2 separate regions of the Sus scrofa genome follow, and region 2 is linked to region 1. The links are chromatin contacts, called in public HiChIP or PLAC-seq maps. All regions are on one chromosome and are shown on one strand. Each heading gives the region's core, a stretch centred on a gene start, on an enhancer-like site or on the middle of the called end of the contact. The rest is flanking DNA. Distances are from core to core; before and after follow the strand shown.

Evidence for each region. HiChIP or PLAC-seq counts read pairs in DNA pulled down with a chosen protein or histone mark.
Region 2: a contact with region 1 is called in an H3K27ac HiChIP or PLAC-seq map of skeletal muscle. The contact joins two enhancer-like sites. A contact is called at or near these places in 1 of 47 Hi-C or Micro-C datasets (retroperitoneal adipose tissue) and 2 of 2 datasets of contacts at active chromatin or transcription factors (alveolar macrophages and skeletal muscle).

Annotation. Positions count from the first base shown.
Region 1 is chr6:70,777,914-70,784,714 of Sscrofa11.1, forward strand. All of the region lies in intron 2 of PEX14 (peroxisomal membrane protein PEX14), which reads left to right. Among named protein-coding and RNA genes, the nearest start is that of PEX14, 43 kb to the left of the region's middle. Within about 2 kb of position 5,233, at least 22 of the 83 cell types and tissues checked have an H3K27ac peak or open chromatin away from gene starts, as enhancers often do. A contact at or near this core is called in skeletal muscle, where this site is marked.
Region 2 is chr6:71,165,417-71,173,041 of Sscrofa11.1, forward strand. It overlaps LOC110261095 (a long non-coding RNA gene), which reads right to left. Exons shown (of 3, transcript XR_002344890.1): 2 at 2,903-3,409; 3 at 2,217-2,724. LOC106510616 (a long non-coding RNA gene) reads right to left here and starts at 568. Exons shown (of 3, transcript XR_001309236.2): 1 at 287-568. Within about 2 kb of position 6,290, at least 5 of the 83 cell types and tissues checked have an H3K27ac peak or open chromatin away from gene starts, as enhancers often do. A contact at or near this core is called in skeletal muscle, where this site is marked.

The DNA.
Region 1 (6,801 bases), core at 3,983-6,482:
GCAGTATCACTGTAGACGCACAGTGGACTTGCTAATGATTTCCCTTCCAGCTTTCTGGTTTCCAGACATACTCTTTAAAGCTTTATGTTCTCTCTATCCTCTGCTCTTTGTCCTCGGCTGTTTTTTTTTTTTTTTCCAGTTAACTTAAAATTTTTTCACCTTTTTTCTTTGAAAACAGGATACACTTTTTATTTGTTCCCTAGTGAAGTTTTCTTTTCCATTTCTCTTTGTTTTTTTCTTTTTTTCTTCCTCTCTTCCTGTTTTTGCTCTTCTTCTAGGGGGTGGGATTTGCCTTTTGTTTCTTGCTGCTTTCCAGTCCCTTCTTGCCTTCTGTCTTTCTCTCTTCTTACCGCTCCTCCCGTTTGCGTTTTCTTCCCTGCCGCTCCCCTTCCTCTTTCTCCTTTCTCTCTTCTTTCCACATCTTTTGGTTTTCCCAAATGAAAGGTTCTTGAGCCTTTGTTCCCATGTGCAAGGGTAAAGGGATCTGGTCTTGGGAGATGATGTCAGCCAGCCTGTCTTGCGTCTCTAGATTTGCTTGCATACTTTAAGTTTTTAAAAGATTTTTCAAACCACATCTGCTCTACTTTATAGTTTAATACTCCTACTTTGAAGATCAAAAGTACTGTAGAAATGCTCACTAATTATTCCTTGTAATACTTTGGGGAGTCCCTAAAGCAGTGTTAGTTCCATTTTACAGATGGGGAAGCAGAAATAGGAGAGGTACCTAACTCTCTGAGAGTCAGTGAGGAAGTAAATGACTGAGTTAGAATGGAGCCCAGGTCATCTCTGGCTTTGATTCCTGATTCCTCCCATCTGGGAGTTTACTTTTCTCCCCGTGGTGATCATGTATCTTTAAGATGAGACTGAGGGACTGCTATCCCCTCTCCTCCTCTCTTCGTGTCCTTGTAGCCTTCAGAAGTTTCCTTTGTAGTCTTCAGAAGCTGTTAAATGAATTTCTAGGTAATTCCTGGGAAAGAAGGAGGCCAAACCACTTACGGGCTGGTAAAACCCCCGTCCATTATAGACTCAAAGCAGAGCGCTCACTTTCTGTTTCCAGCAGCTTCCAGTAAGTGGGCCCACGTCACACACGAGCTGGCCCCGGTGATCATAGCATCGTAGGAAGCGCTGCCATATTTGATTGAATTTAGCCATTCTGGAATGACGTGCGTATGAAGTTGGCTCTTGCATTACTGTGGCCTTTATTATTGCTAATGCATTCTGACATTACAGGTGTGGCCTTGGCTCTCCCAGAAGGGGCAAGGCTGCTCTTACCAAGCTTCAGAGCAGAATTCATGAAGCCGTTGTGCAGTGAAACGGGCGTTCACATTTAGTTAATAAGCAGAATAGGGGAAATGCTTTTATAGAAAAGATAGCCAAGTGACAGAGGCCTGTCCGCATTTCTCACCCAGCATTGTTTCAAAAAGTGGATTAGTTAGTATTATTCGCTTACAGAAAACTAGAGTCAATGGATAGAAGGTTCATGAAAGTAGATTTCAACTCACTTTAAAGAAGGACTTCTGGAAATGAGTTGACACTCGTAAGAGCGAGAGTTCTCCATTCATCATAAGCATTCAAGTGGAAGTCCACTGATCCTTTGTCAAGGGGTCTTGTTTTATTTTGCCTGCATGCATGGCATGTGGAAGTTCCCGGGCCAGGGTTCGAACCCGTGCCACAGTGGTGATCTAGGCCCCTCAGCGACAATGCCAGATCCTTAACCTGCTGTGCCACAGGAGAACTCCTGTCGAGGTTTTTGCAGAAGGGAGTCCTAGATCACGCATGGGACTGATGGCTTGCCTCGACTTAGACTGTAACTGCAAAAGCAGCATCTTTGCTTGTTGTTGGTTTTTTAAGTGCCTGGTGTGCTGTGTGGACCCGGTGAATGCTTAGTAACTATTCATTATTTAATCTTTGGCTTCCTGTTTCTTAATCTAACTTGAATAAAAACTGTTTTTGTTCAGTTCAGGAAAACCTCCATCTCTGCCACCCTCCTGGAATGAGTCATTCTGGATAGCCACTTTTTCTAGATGGCCCTCAAGATCCATATGAAAACAAAACAAAACACTTTAAAACATTGGCTAGGAATTACATAAAATGGGTTATATGCTGTCTTGCTTTATCAGGCAGAGTATCTAAAATATAATTTAATCCTGATGACTCGGTATCATCATTTTAGATGTAAATGTTTGTATTGTGTCGTAAGTGTAGCTGTGTTTTCAAAACCTGTTGGAATACAGAGGTATGTGGTATCTTTGCCCTTCCTCTGAGTGATTCCACCTGTGCCCAGGGACCTCGCACTGATACACTTTTTGAGTTTTTTGTCTGCTTTTCATAGACGATTCTCTCCTGATATTTGTTGCCAGGCTTTTTCCACTATCTGGTCTTTGTTCTGTGAGTATCTCTTGCTAGCTGGCTCGTTTCTCCTTTCTCATTTGCAGTTTTTCATCTTCTGTGATTTGGACACCAGATAACTGAGCTTGTATATGAAATAAATAGTAAGTAGTGTGAATAAAACGTTGCTATGTGTAACGTATATGGAATCTGTCATTTCTTTTTTGGCAACAGCAGTTTTCTTCTTCTCTTTCTCCTTCCTCCTCCTTGATGGTTTTCTCCTTTTTTTTTTTTTTTTTTGGAACTGGATGAAATTGGAGAGCTGAGCTCCGGAATGGTTGGGTCTTGTCTTTGACCCTCCCTTGACCCTCACCCGTGTCCCTGGCCTAGGTATCACAGGCTGCCTGACGGAATCAGCTGAGAATTATTAAATGGTGCCACTTGGAGGGTCCAGAAGGCCATCTAGTGAAGTCCTTATTTTGCAGAAATGAAGGGATCTGAGGCACGGTGCGGGGTGGGAGGTGGCGTTTGGGGACACTTTAGCACCAGGGTTGAAGCTTTGTGCAGGTTTCTTGCGACTCCGCTTTCCACCCTGCCTCTCTGCCTGCTAACTTTGAGCACAGTGTGTGTGAATGAGGAATTAGAGGGTTTGTGGAAGATAAAATTGTGGAGGAAAAGTCTCTGCTTGCTGTTGGTTTAAAGTACATAAACCAAAAAAAGGCTTCTGTTTGTTGCAGTGTTTGGTCTTGTTTGCACTCAAGGCTGTTAGCGATATTGTAGGAGAAGCTTTAATCCTTTCATTCAAATTTACAAGAAATGCTGTTTCCTTTTAGTTTAAAAAAAAAAGAAAAGAAAAGTCCAAGAGAGCATTTGATTTGAGGAACCAAAAGTCTAGAAAATGTATCCGGGAGTCCTCGTCAATTTGGGGCATAATGAAATATAAAAAATACTCAATAAAAGCTCCTTTATTACTTTAACTGTTTAAATGTGGAGTTTTTAGCCATCAGGTTAATGTTTTGGTATCATTTTTTTATTTGATTGTGAGCACTTTTCCAGGTAGCTCTGCCACTCGAGCGCTAATCAGATTCCCCCAGATGAATGGTGCTAGCTGCAGCCTGACATCACCGCATTTTTGCTTCGACATTATTTTATTTGGTTTTCCTGTAAAAGTTAATAACTCTGTGTCCATGCGTTTAACCAGGGAAGAAGAGGGAGAGAAAGGACCATGAACAGAAAACAACGAGCAGTGTCTCAGGAAGCTTTGGCCAAACTGAGGAGACGTAGAGATTTTTGTGATGTCACAATATTTCACCCTGGCCTAGGTATTTCATGAGTAGGGTGTGGAAAATCAAGATTGCAGAGCAAAATGGTGCCTCACAATTATTCAGATAACAAAAAGGGAACCTCTGTCTGTTTCCCAGACGGAACTGGAAGGAATTAGAAATGAGTTGCCATTGATTGAGAAGAAGGTGGGGAGGGATTGATTGCTTAATGGTGAGCGCTGTTTAAAGTTTGTGTTAATTGTCAATGAATTACATGCTCCGTTTTGGTGACCAGGGTTGGTAAGAACATCAGCTGCAGGCAGAAAGCGCTTCCTTTTCACCTTCCCGTCGGAGGTAGGACCTCGAGGGAGAGCCTCATGACCAAGATGGCTCTGGTGTCTAATAGGCCTGTGTTAAACCACTCGTGTTAAGAGTGTGCTTGTTTGTGGGAGGCTGTGGCTGTTGATACTAGGAATGTTTATGGTGTTTCGTGAAAGGTCACTGAATGGTTCAAACCCATGACCATGACCAGTTAATTCTTTCTGTGTTCTGTGGGTGACTTTGCCGAGCTAAACATTTCAAAATTGGGAGGCGTCTGGACCGATACACCTCTTGATCTAGAATCTCTTCCGAATTTACGTCTTGCTGCTAAAGACAGTCTGTGGATACAGATCTTGTACAGTGGGTGGACGAATCGGTTCCACAGTCCTTATCTCGGTGCCTCTGAAAGATGTGTAAAAAGTGATGACTCATGCATCATCGGAGTCAGAGGCAAGGCTTGTCTTGCTTCTCTGTGCCACGCTCGTGTGGATGAGTTACTCCCCACATCGTCTAGAGAGGCGTGGCCTGTGTTAGATACCCCTTTCTTAGAAAACCGAACCTGGTCATCAGCTTATTTCACATGGCTGGGAGGTACACCTGAGGTCTGTCGCCTCATTTACTTCCAGAGCTGGGCACCCTGGTCTTCCTGCCTTGGTGGATGGCCTGTCCTCTGCACCCCAGAAGCCAGGGGGCTTGGGGAAGGGGGCCACTTTCCCCTCAGAGGAGCTGATTTCATTTGAGCCTTTGAATAGAAACAGTTTCTAGTCATCTTACTGTAAATTTGTTGATTTTGGAGGCTGCCAGTTTTCTCTATTATGAATCATACTCTTCTATTTTCCTCCTTAGGCCACAGAAGAATCTAAAATAATAGCAGGAACCAGGACTTGGTGGTCTTCTCTCCGTAGCCTGTTTTAACTGTTCGCTTTTATCCTGCTTTCCAGGGAATCTAAAGATGGTTTAGAAGCTGCCCACATGTGTCATTTCCAATTCTTTTCTTGCTCGCTTTTGGATTTGAACTGTTTCTGGGTTGTGACGACTTCTTTTTTGGTATTCAAATCTATTTTTTAACATTTAGTCTTTCTCCAGTTTTCCTGTAGGATGTCTGGTAGGAGTGCCGCTTAGCAGCTCCTTAGGGTTTTAATTTTTTGCTATGTATGGGGTGAGGGTAGATGGAATTCCTTGGAGTCCAGGAGCCCATCTTGCTGCCGTCAGAGCAGAAGGTGCTCAGCCGCCATGAAGGGACCCTGCCCTGCACCATCTGTGGTCATCTGGCCAGCCTCTCACCCTCAGGGTGACGTGAGGGTGTCCCTGTCCACAGCACAACCCTTCTTCTTTCCCTCCCTCCCCCTCCCACATCTCGACAGTGCAGGGCTGGCGAGCTTTCCCAACCTCCATCTGGCCCGACTTCAAAAGAAGTGGGAACTGAAGCTTCGCCTGCGGAGCATATGAAGGTGCTAGAGTTTGGGAGAAGTAACCTTCAGAAAGCATCAGATTCAGCCCGTGGTGGAGAGAAGGGGACTCGGGGATGGAGGCAGTGGTCTCATTAGGAAGGTCCCGGGTACCGTCTGCTACATATTTTTAGTGTCGGAGTCACCGGCCACCGTCACTGAGTGAGCTCACAGTTCTCCTGGGGAGCATCTTGGACACTGAGTCATTACATTCCTTTGGAGTGATTCAACTCAACAGCCTGACACCTTCATTAATTTTACAGCACGGAAGCCTGGGTGCTCTCTGCTTCCCCTTTAACAGTGCCCGGGAATTAGAAGAATATGGAAAATATAAAAGCAAGGGAAACTGGGAGAAGGAGCAGTCAGAAGACACCATGTGAAGAAATGGAACTCCTCGCCTTTTCTTGGGATCTCCTGGGACCGAGCGCCCAACTCTCGCCACATGTTGCTGGCACACGCAAACCTTTCTCTTTCTGTTCCTGGCACGCCGGCCAGCCCCCCGACTTGCAGCCAGCTCGCTTGCCTTCTCCGCTGAGGTCACTGCTACCGTGATCCGTGTATAATGGCATTTTCCTCCTCTTTTCAGTATGGAGGCTATTACGGTTTCTTCTCTAAACAGGACTTCAAACAATTTGCTGCCAGTTGGATTTCAAAGCCAAGGAAAAGGCAAATGTCATCCTTTTTTTTCCCTCTCCTCTTTGGGTAACTGCTTTGTTGGTTGCATCAAAAATTAGAGGGGCTGCTATCTAAATTCAGGTGGGGACAGGCATTTAAATTTGCTTTTCTGTCTGCCTAGAGGAGAAAGGCCTTTTCCTTCGCAACCTTTCCTAAAAAGGAGCTTTGATCTTCTCAACCCAGAAACAAGGGTTTTTATTTCCTCCACGGCATCCTGTGTGTGTGCACTGCAGCGCTTTCTGTGCCCGAGTTCCGGCTGCCCTCTGCATCAGCAGCTCCCTTTGGGCTGCAGTTGGCACCCAGAGTACTCTCCCAAGGCACCCTGATGTCCCTAAGATCACTGTCACTTGACATTAAATAGTGCTTGTTGGCTTTAGATGCTTTTTATTTCTAGAAGAACTAGTTTAATACAATAGCGAACCAATGACATTCTGACAAGCAGTTCATGCAATATTTTTAACTGGGGCCAAGAAGAAAATTTTAAATGCAGAGATATTTCACTTGGAAGGGTACTTTTTATGCCCGTGACGTCACCACTTTTCGTAAAGGCTTTGACTGCATGCATCCATATGTTTTAAGAGAGACTGGGGTCAATAATGCTTGCGTGGGAATTCCCTAAACCCAGATCGACACAACAGACCTTCACAAACACTATATTCTGTCATGTCAACTCCACCAGAGATATGTTGTTTCTGTGATGTGAAAAACAAAAGGACGGAGGAGAGCACAACAAAGGAAACTAGGGCCGGGCCCACAGCGTAATTAGT
Region 2 (7,625 bases), core at 5,040-7,539, 390 kb after region 1:
CAGGCTGTTTCTCCAGCCTGGCTCCTGGGCTCCCGCCACAAGTCCTTTGAGACCTGCCTCGGTTTCCCTGCTGTTTGCATGCACAGCTGCTGTCCCTCCCCACTGCTCCTCTGTGCCCGGTGCCAAGGCCCTGCGGCTGCGAGCCGGGCAGGTCAGACGACGGGACGGGGAAAGAGAGGCTTTAGAGGTCAGGTTTAAGCATCAGGTTTGGAACAGACTTCATTGGCTGAATGTCACAGACCTTCCACCTGGAGTCCTTTTTGAGATTCTGGGCATCAAAACCTACCTTTGAAATTGAATCTCAGAATTTCACGTGTTCTATAACGAGCACCTGGCCCAGACTCTCTTCCCCGGCTTGACGCCCCCGAGAAGTTTCATCTCTGAGCCGGTCCCTAATTTGAGGCCAAATGCAACAGCTCAGCCCCCAGGAGTCACACAGAACCAGACTCTGCCTTGAAGACCCAGTTGACGTCCCGGGCCCGAGCATTCTGTGCTGCATGGGGGAAAGGGCTCCTGTGCTGCGAGATGTTGAACCGCCTCCCTGGCCTCTACCCACACAGGCCAGCAGCATCTCCCCACGTCGTGACAATCAAAACCGTCTCCAGACGTAGCTCAATGGCCCCTGGGAAGCAAAACTGCACCCCTAGTTGGGAACTGTCGGTTAGAGCTTTTGCGAAATCTGGCTCATGGGTCAAATAGAGTCCTTAGACATGTTTGGTTTGGCCTGCAGAGGGTTTTAAATATTTTTTAAATGAACTGACAAAATTTTATAAACAGCTTCTCCTGGAAAGTCAGAAGATTTGACCACTCTCGCCTGCCTCCCTACAAGGCAGGAGTCAGCTCCAGTTAAGTAAGGCTTCTCTCTCTCTGGGGTTTTGTTTTGTTTTGTTTTTGTTTTTTGCTTTTTAGGGCCGCACCTGCAGCATATGGAGGTTCCCAGGCTAGGGGTCGAACGGGAGCTGTAGCTGCCAGCCTACCCTCCAGCCACAGCAACACAAAATCTGAGCCGCGTCTGCGACCTACACCACAGCTCACGGCAACACCGGATCCTTAACCCACTGAGCGAGGAGGCCAGGGATCCAACCTGCAGCCTCATGGTTCCTAGTCGGAATCGTTTCCGCTGCTCCACAGTGGGAACTCCAAGGCCATTCTCTTTAACGGGGTCTGGTGGCTGCCAGTTCACTGAAGTCTCCGTCTCTCCCTAGGGGCTCCAAGGCCTTTGTCATCCTTGGGCCACTGGTTTTCTTCACACTCCCTGCCTGACCCCTAGAGGCATTTTCACCAGTAACTTCTGCTTTAAAATGTAAAGCAGCTGTAGCTGAACCACCGTCTTTGTTTCTCTTCTCCAGGCTGGACACTCCATTGCCTTGAATAATTAGGATTTCTCCCCTAGGTTCTAACTACTTTTGGGCGGGGAGAAAGGAGATTAAAAAAATTTATAACCAGAGTTCCCCGGTGGTCGCGCGTTAAGGATCCAGCATTGTCATTGCTGTGGCTCTGGTTACTGCTGTGGCGAGGGCTGGATCCCTGGTCCAGGCACGTCCTCATGCGGTGGGTATGGCCAAAATAAATAAATGGATAAATGCTCTTCTCAAAATGTTTTTTATTTTTATTTTTTTCAAAATGTTTTTAAAAAATCTATAACCACTAAGTACTTAGCCAATCCCAGTATATTAGCCACAGTATCCCAGAAAAATGCTCTTTGTCTAAAACATTTTTTTCCTAAATTCCTGGTGAGCAGTTTCCTGGTGGACTAGCAGATAAGGAGCTGGCGTCGTCACCACTATGGCTAGTGTTCGTTCCTTGGCCTGGGAACTTCTGCATACCGCGTGCACAACGCCCCCCCAAAAAATTCCCAGTGAACATTCAACCCAACAAGCATGTCTTAAGTGCTTACCAAAGGCAAGGCAGTATGATAAGGCCCTTGAAGGGTAAAAGGCTGAGCAGGACACAACCTCTGGTCACAAGATGAACCCACTGAGCGAGGCCAGAGATCGAACCTGCAACCTCATGGCTCCTAGTCAGATTTGTTTCCACTGCTTCCGGGAGGAAAAACAGGAGCATATCCAATAGAAACTATAAGACTAGAAAGACCAGGAGTTCCTGCTGTGGTGCAGTAGGTTAAGAACCCAACTGCAGTGGCTTGGGTCCTTGTGAAGGTAGAGGTTCGATCCCAGGCCCGGCATAGTGGGTTAAAGGACCCAGCGTTGCCACAGCTCAGATTCAATCCCTGGCCCTGGGGAATACAGAAAAAAAAGAAGAAGAAGAAGACTAGGAATAGAAAGACCTAGAAGCTACAGGGAAGGTGTGCTGGGAACCAGGGCTCAGAGAGGTGGATTCTGGCTGCTGCTATTAAATTAATAAAAGGAGGAAGAGAACATTCTTTCTCCATGTAAATCTTTCCAGAGAGGCCAAAAAGCCTTTCTAAAATGTTCTATTTTTGTATTTTATGTACCATGTCCCTTATGGAGAAACTCGTCTCTCTTCGAAGCCCAGGACAAAGGTCACCTGCTCCTCGGCGTCTCCGCCAAGCCCGCTGCCACCCAACTCTCTGGGTCTTGCTCCTCTCCCCTTCCAGACTGGCCAGGACTTGAAAGCAGGGACCGAATCTGGTGGCCTCTGGTACCTCATCCGGGGCCTCCCGCATCGCAGATGCTTAGTGAATATTCGTTGGATAAAATTCTGTCCCTCCCGTTCCAAAATCAATGGCATCGCGGCAGGAAACTGTTAAAATAAAAACAGCCGAAATGTGTAAAAACTTTCAGGAAACATTTCCATTTTTAGCAGACTGTTAGAACTCATCCCCACCCCGCCTTTTAACTTTGTTTCTAATTCTGCATTTGGGGCTAGATGGTAGGCAGTCCCCCTTTTAATCTTTAAATATAGTTCTGAATATAATTACATTTTCATGCAGCACCGAAGCAGCATTCCCTGGTAACGGGGCATTCTCTGCACTATTAACATCTGAGTTAAATCTCCTTGGCGTCTGTCTTCTATTGAGGACAGTTAGGAAGTCTAAGATGAAAGTGATCAACATCATTTGTGAATTATGTGTATTTCCTTACGCTGTATTTCAATGGGTTTTGCTCCTGGTGGTTTTGCAAATACCAGGTTGTCTGGTAGCCGTGCTTTCACCAAAAACCCCTTTCAAGACGCGAATCCCAGCATCCAGGCACGGAGGACACACACCACGTACAGAGGAGGGTCCGTCTTGGGTTAAGCAATAAGTAGCTCTGGAGTTCCCACTGTGGTGCAGTGGGTTAAGGATCCGACTGCAGCAGCTCGGGTCGATGCAGAGGTGCGGGTTCCATCCCTGGCCTAGTGCAGTGGGTTAAAGGTCTGGCGTGACCGTGGCTATGGCTCCTTGGATTCAGTCACTGGTCCAGGAATTTCCGTATGCTGGTGTGGCCTTAAAAAAAAGGAAAAGAAACAGACATAAGCAGCATTGCGGACAGCTCTCTGCCAAGGAGGCTACTCCGTCCTGCAAGGGACCCGAGGAACTAGAACCCACAGAATTAGCTGGACGATTGAAATGAAAATAGCTCATCTTATGCCAGGAACTGGGCTGAGCTCCTCACGCCCATCTCCTCACAACAGGTGCCTCTGTTCCCATTTTGCAGATGAAATAAACTGAGGCTCAACGAGGTAAAGTGACTGCCCGAGGTTCTGCTGCTGGCGAGACAGCTGCTATGCCCTCCCGCCCCAGCACTTTGACTCCAGAGCCATGGCCCTTCTGTTCCTGGGCCAGCATCAGCCAGTGTGCCTGACACCATTGCTCACCGGTTGGGTGTGGGACCTATCAAGCCCAGGAAGAGGAGGGCTTGGCACGGGGGAAAGAAGCACAGAGCACCCACACACCGGAAGAAGCTCTCCATCCACGTCAGCCAATGGCAGGCTCAGGACTCACCTAGAGAAAGCCTGCATTCCTGGGGCTCCTTGGGCCCCCTGGCATTGCTGGCAGGGCAACAAGGATTTACCTGTACCCTGTGGCTGTCCCCTCATGGGGCCTCCCTGACAAGAGTGCCAGCCTTCCGGGGAGTAAGTGGCAAAGGTCCCTTCAGTTCTACTGTCACGTCTGACTCGGCATGGTGTCGAGGTGAAGGGACCTCCAGAAGGGGCAGGACAGCTAAAGATGCCACCGAGACCCTGACCCCAGCCACCAGGACACCGACCACCACAAAGCTCCTGTTTTTTGGTCACCACAAAGGGACAGGACAGGTGGACTCAGAGGAATCTGAGGCTCGGGCTTTCCTCCAATTGGGAACCTCTTTGACTGGACCCATCTCTGCCTTGGGATATGAACAAAGATCTCCAGCACCAGCTGGGATGGTCCTGGGATTAGGACAGGCATGTGACACAGAAAAAGGCATGCTTTGGAGTTACCATTGTGGCACAGCAGTAATGAGCTTGACTATTATCCATGAGGTTGTGGGTTTGATCCCTGGCCTCACTCAGCGGGTTAAGCATCCAGCATTGCCGTGAGCTATGGTGTAGGTCGCAAACATGGCTCTGCTCTGGCACTGCTGTGGCTGTGGTGTAGGCTGGCAGCTAGAGCTCCGATTCAACCCCCAGCCTGGGAACCACCGTATGCCGCAGGTGCGGCTCTGTAAAGACCAAAAAAAAAGCACGCTTTTCAGGCGCGTGGACGAAGGGTGGTGGCAGGATTTCAGCCAGGGGCCATGCCCATGGCCGGCACAGCACACTTTCCGGATTGGTGACAGGGGATTACTCAGGGTTTGGTATCACTGTCTGGGCTGGAACGTGGCTGCAGTGACGAGGAAGAGAAGGAAAGGCCTTTCCCAGAAACCTGGGGATCCTGCTGTCTGCAAAGGCCCATAAGGAAGCAGATGCTCAGAGCCAAGCTGCCCCTGGGAAACTGCAGAAATGTCCCTGCCAAGACGGTCTTCAGCTCAGTGACCTAGCCTGGTGCCCCTTCCATTACCAAAGCTGCTCTTAAGAAATAATGCTTGTATCAGTTGTTTACACTTTAGCAAGAATTTCGTGGTGTCAGCCCTCTCACGGGGACATTTGAAGCCAGCTCTGCAGTGGCTAAATGAAAACATCTGTCTGTCTCCAAGTAAAAGGATTTCAAGCGTCATGAATAAGGAAAGAGATGTCTGGGAGCTTGGTGAGGCCATCTCCTGTGCCCTAAACTCCCCAGAGCCCCATCATGAAATCTGGTCCATGATAAAATTCTATGCAAAGGTCAAGTCATCTCGGATCTAGCCGCGCAGGAAGAAGCCTTGGAACCATCTAACTCTGCATACAGAGTTCCTTAGAATTTAAATTCCCTGGAGGAAGGAAGGGGTCTTCAGGTTTCTGGGCTTCTCTCTGTTGCCCCCCAGCCCCAAGCTGAATGAAAGAGTTATACAAGGTCTCAATCAGAGATCTCGTCGGCTGTCAGACCATGGAGCCCTGGAGGACCTGACGATACAGTGCAGACACTCTCTCATCTTTACTCTCAGACCCGCTCACCCCACCCCGAGGCCATCCCAAGACCTCTCGGGAGTTCGAAGACCCTGAGTTTGGAAAAGTGGATGATTCCGCTTTTCATCCTCTGCCCACACCCCACCCCTACTTCACACACACTCACACCTGCCAGGAAGAGCAAGGGTTTCTTTGTCCCAAGCAACTCAGGAATGCACGGCCAAGTTGGGGCTAAGAAGAGGCGAGAGAGGGGGTGGGACCACGGGGATCAGGTGCCCAGAGGACGGGAGAACACAGAAGGGACGAGAGAATGATGAAGCTGGAAAGGATGGACCTGGGTGGCATGGGGCCGGGGTGGCGGGGGTGGGGTCTGCTGGTGCTCCCGGGTCTGACTGAGTGGTCAAGCAGCTGCTAAAGAATAGCCAGAGGGGGAGTTCCCTGGTGGCACAGCAGGTTAAGGACCTGGCATGGTCCCTGCAACACCTTGGGTCGCTACTCTGGCACAGGTTCGATCCCTGGCCCAGGAACTTCTGCAGGCCAATGGCAAGGCCAAAAAGAAAAAGAAAGAAAGAAAAAGAATAGGTATTGAAGCCCCTCAGGGTGCGCACCACCTGCAGAGGCAAAACTATCTTCCCTTGGCCTCCCAAACTGCTCCTTCCAGAAGCAAATTCCCTCCACTGGGCCCCCTCCCACCTTCAGATCAGCCTCGGGACTGAACCCCCAAGCACCACAGAGCCCAGGTCAGGGACTGTTGCTCCAATGCAACCAGGAAATATTATTTAGCCAAGATATTTTTAGCAGGAAGCGAGCTTGGAGCAAATGTCATGTGAGCCATCTTCTCTTGCACGGCAACTTCGGGCTATTTAAAGAGACGGTAATTACGCTCCTGCCACCACGATCAGGACGGGCGGAATGCATGATTGCAGGAGCCCCTCATCTGCCACGCGCGCCACTTGACGCTAATGGAGCCCAATTTTCAAAGTCGCCTGCCTAAATCTGCCCGGGCTGCAGGTGGACCCTGGAATCAGCCCTGGAGCTCTGGCCGACGGCTCTTCCAGGCCTCCCAGCCTGGCGGGGCTGCTGCCCACCACTGACCTCCCGCCTCTGGACAAGCTCTTGCCTTGGGCATTGGACGGTGGGGGGCGGGGGGGGGGATGTCCACACTGATAATCCTCTTGTTGATAATCCCATCAACGGCACGATAATCCCTCAGAGAGGCAGCCGCCACGGGTCTGGAGACACTGGACACACTTCTAAACAGTCCTGCCAAGGAGACGGGGTCACTGGGGGCATCAAGGAGAAGGAAGACTTAGGGGACACTGAGGAAGGTGACCGGGCCCAGGGAGGATGGGCAGGACCTTGAGGCAGCAGGCCCCTCGGGGAGGAAGGCAAACTGCACGCTTGCTTTCCTTATGCCCCAGGAGAGCAGACCCTGGCAGGAATGCTGGGCACACAGCGGGTACGCTAATGCAGCAGAAAGAACGAACCAGCCCACCATTACCCCTGTAGGCAAGCCAACGGGCCACCCACCCTCCGCCTGGGCATTAGTGGGACACTGACAACCGGGGCCTTGAATAAAGGTGGGTGCATGGAAGGCAGGAGGGGGACAGGGAGGAGCCCCCACCCCTCCCCTAGGCGGTGACAGAGGCGTTCAGGAGGAGACTCAGGGAAGTTAAGCTGGCTGACTTAAAAGGGATGTGAAAACGGAGGAGGGACCCGCTCCCTCCTGGGGCTGCAGAGAACACACCGAGGACCAGCGGAAGGCGAGGGTGGGGACCCAGCTGTGTCATATGGAAACAGGTGGCCTTGCGGAAGGATGAGCTCCCCAGCACAGGGGTCAGCGCAGGGTCTGAGCACCTCACCGGCCTCCCCCCAAACCTACAGAGCCCCCCCCCTCAGATTTCCCCTCGGACGGCCTCACGGCACCGGGGGTGCCTCCAGCCTCAGAGGGTCCCCGAGCACCAGGCCTGGCAGGACCTTCCAGAAAGTCGCTCCTGCCCCCACCTACCTGAACACGGGCACTTCCCAGGGGTGGGGAGGGGAGGCCTACAGAACAAAGAGGAAGCCACGTCCCCTGGCAAGAGGTAAGCACTGGACGGAGTGTCAACATTTCTGTCTGAGCACAGAAGCGCTGGCAATTACCGCAGCAGGAGGCCGGCGAGAGAGCCCTGTGGACGGGTTGTTTGCTCATTAAGACA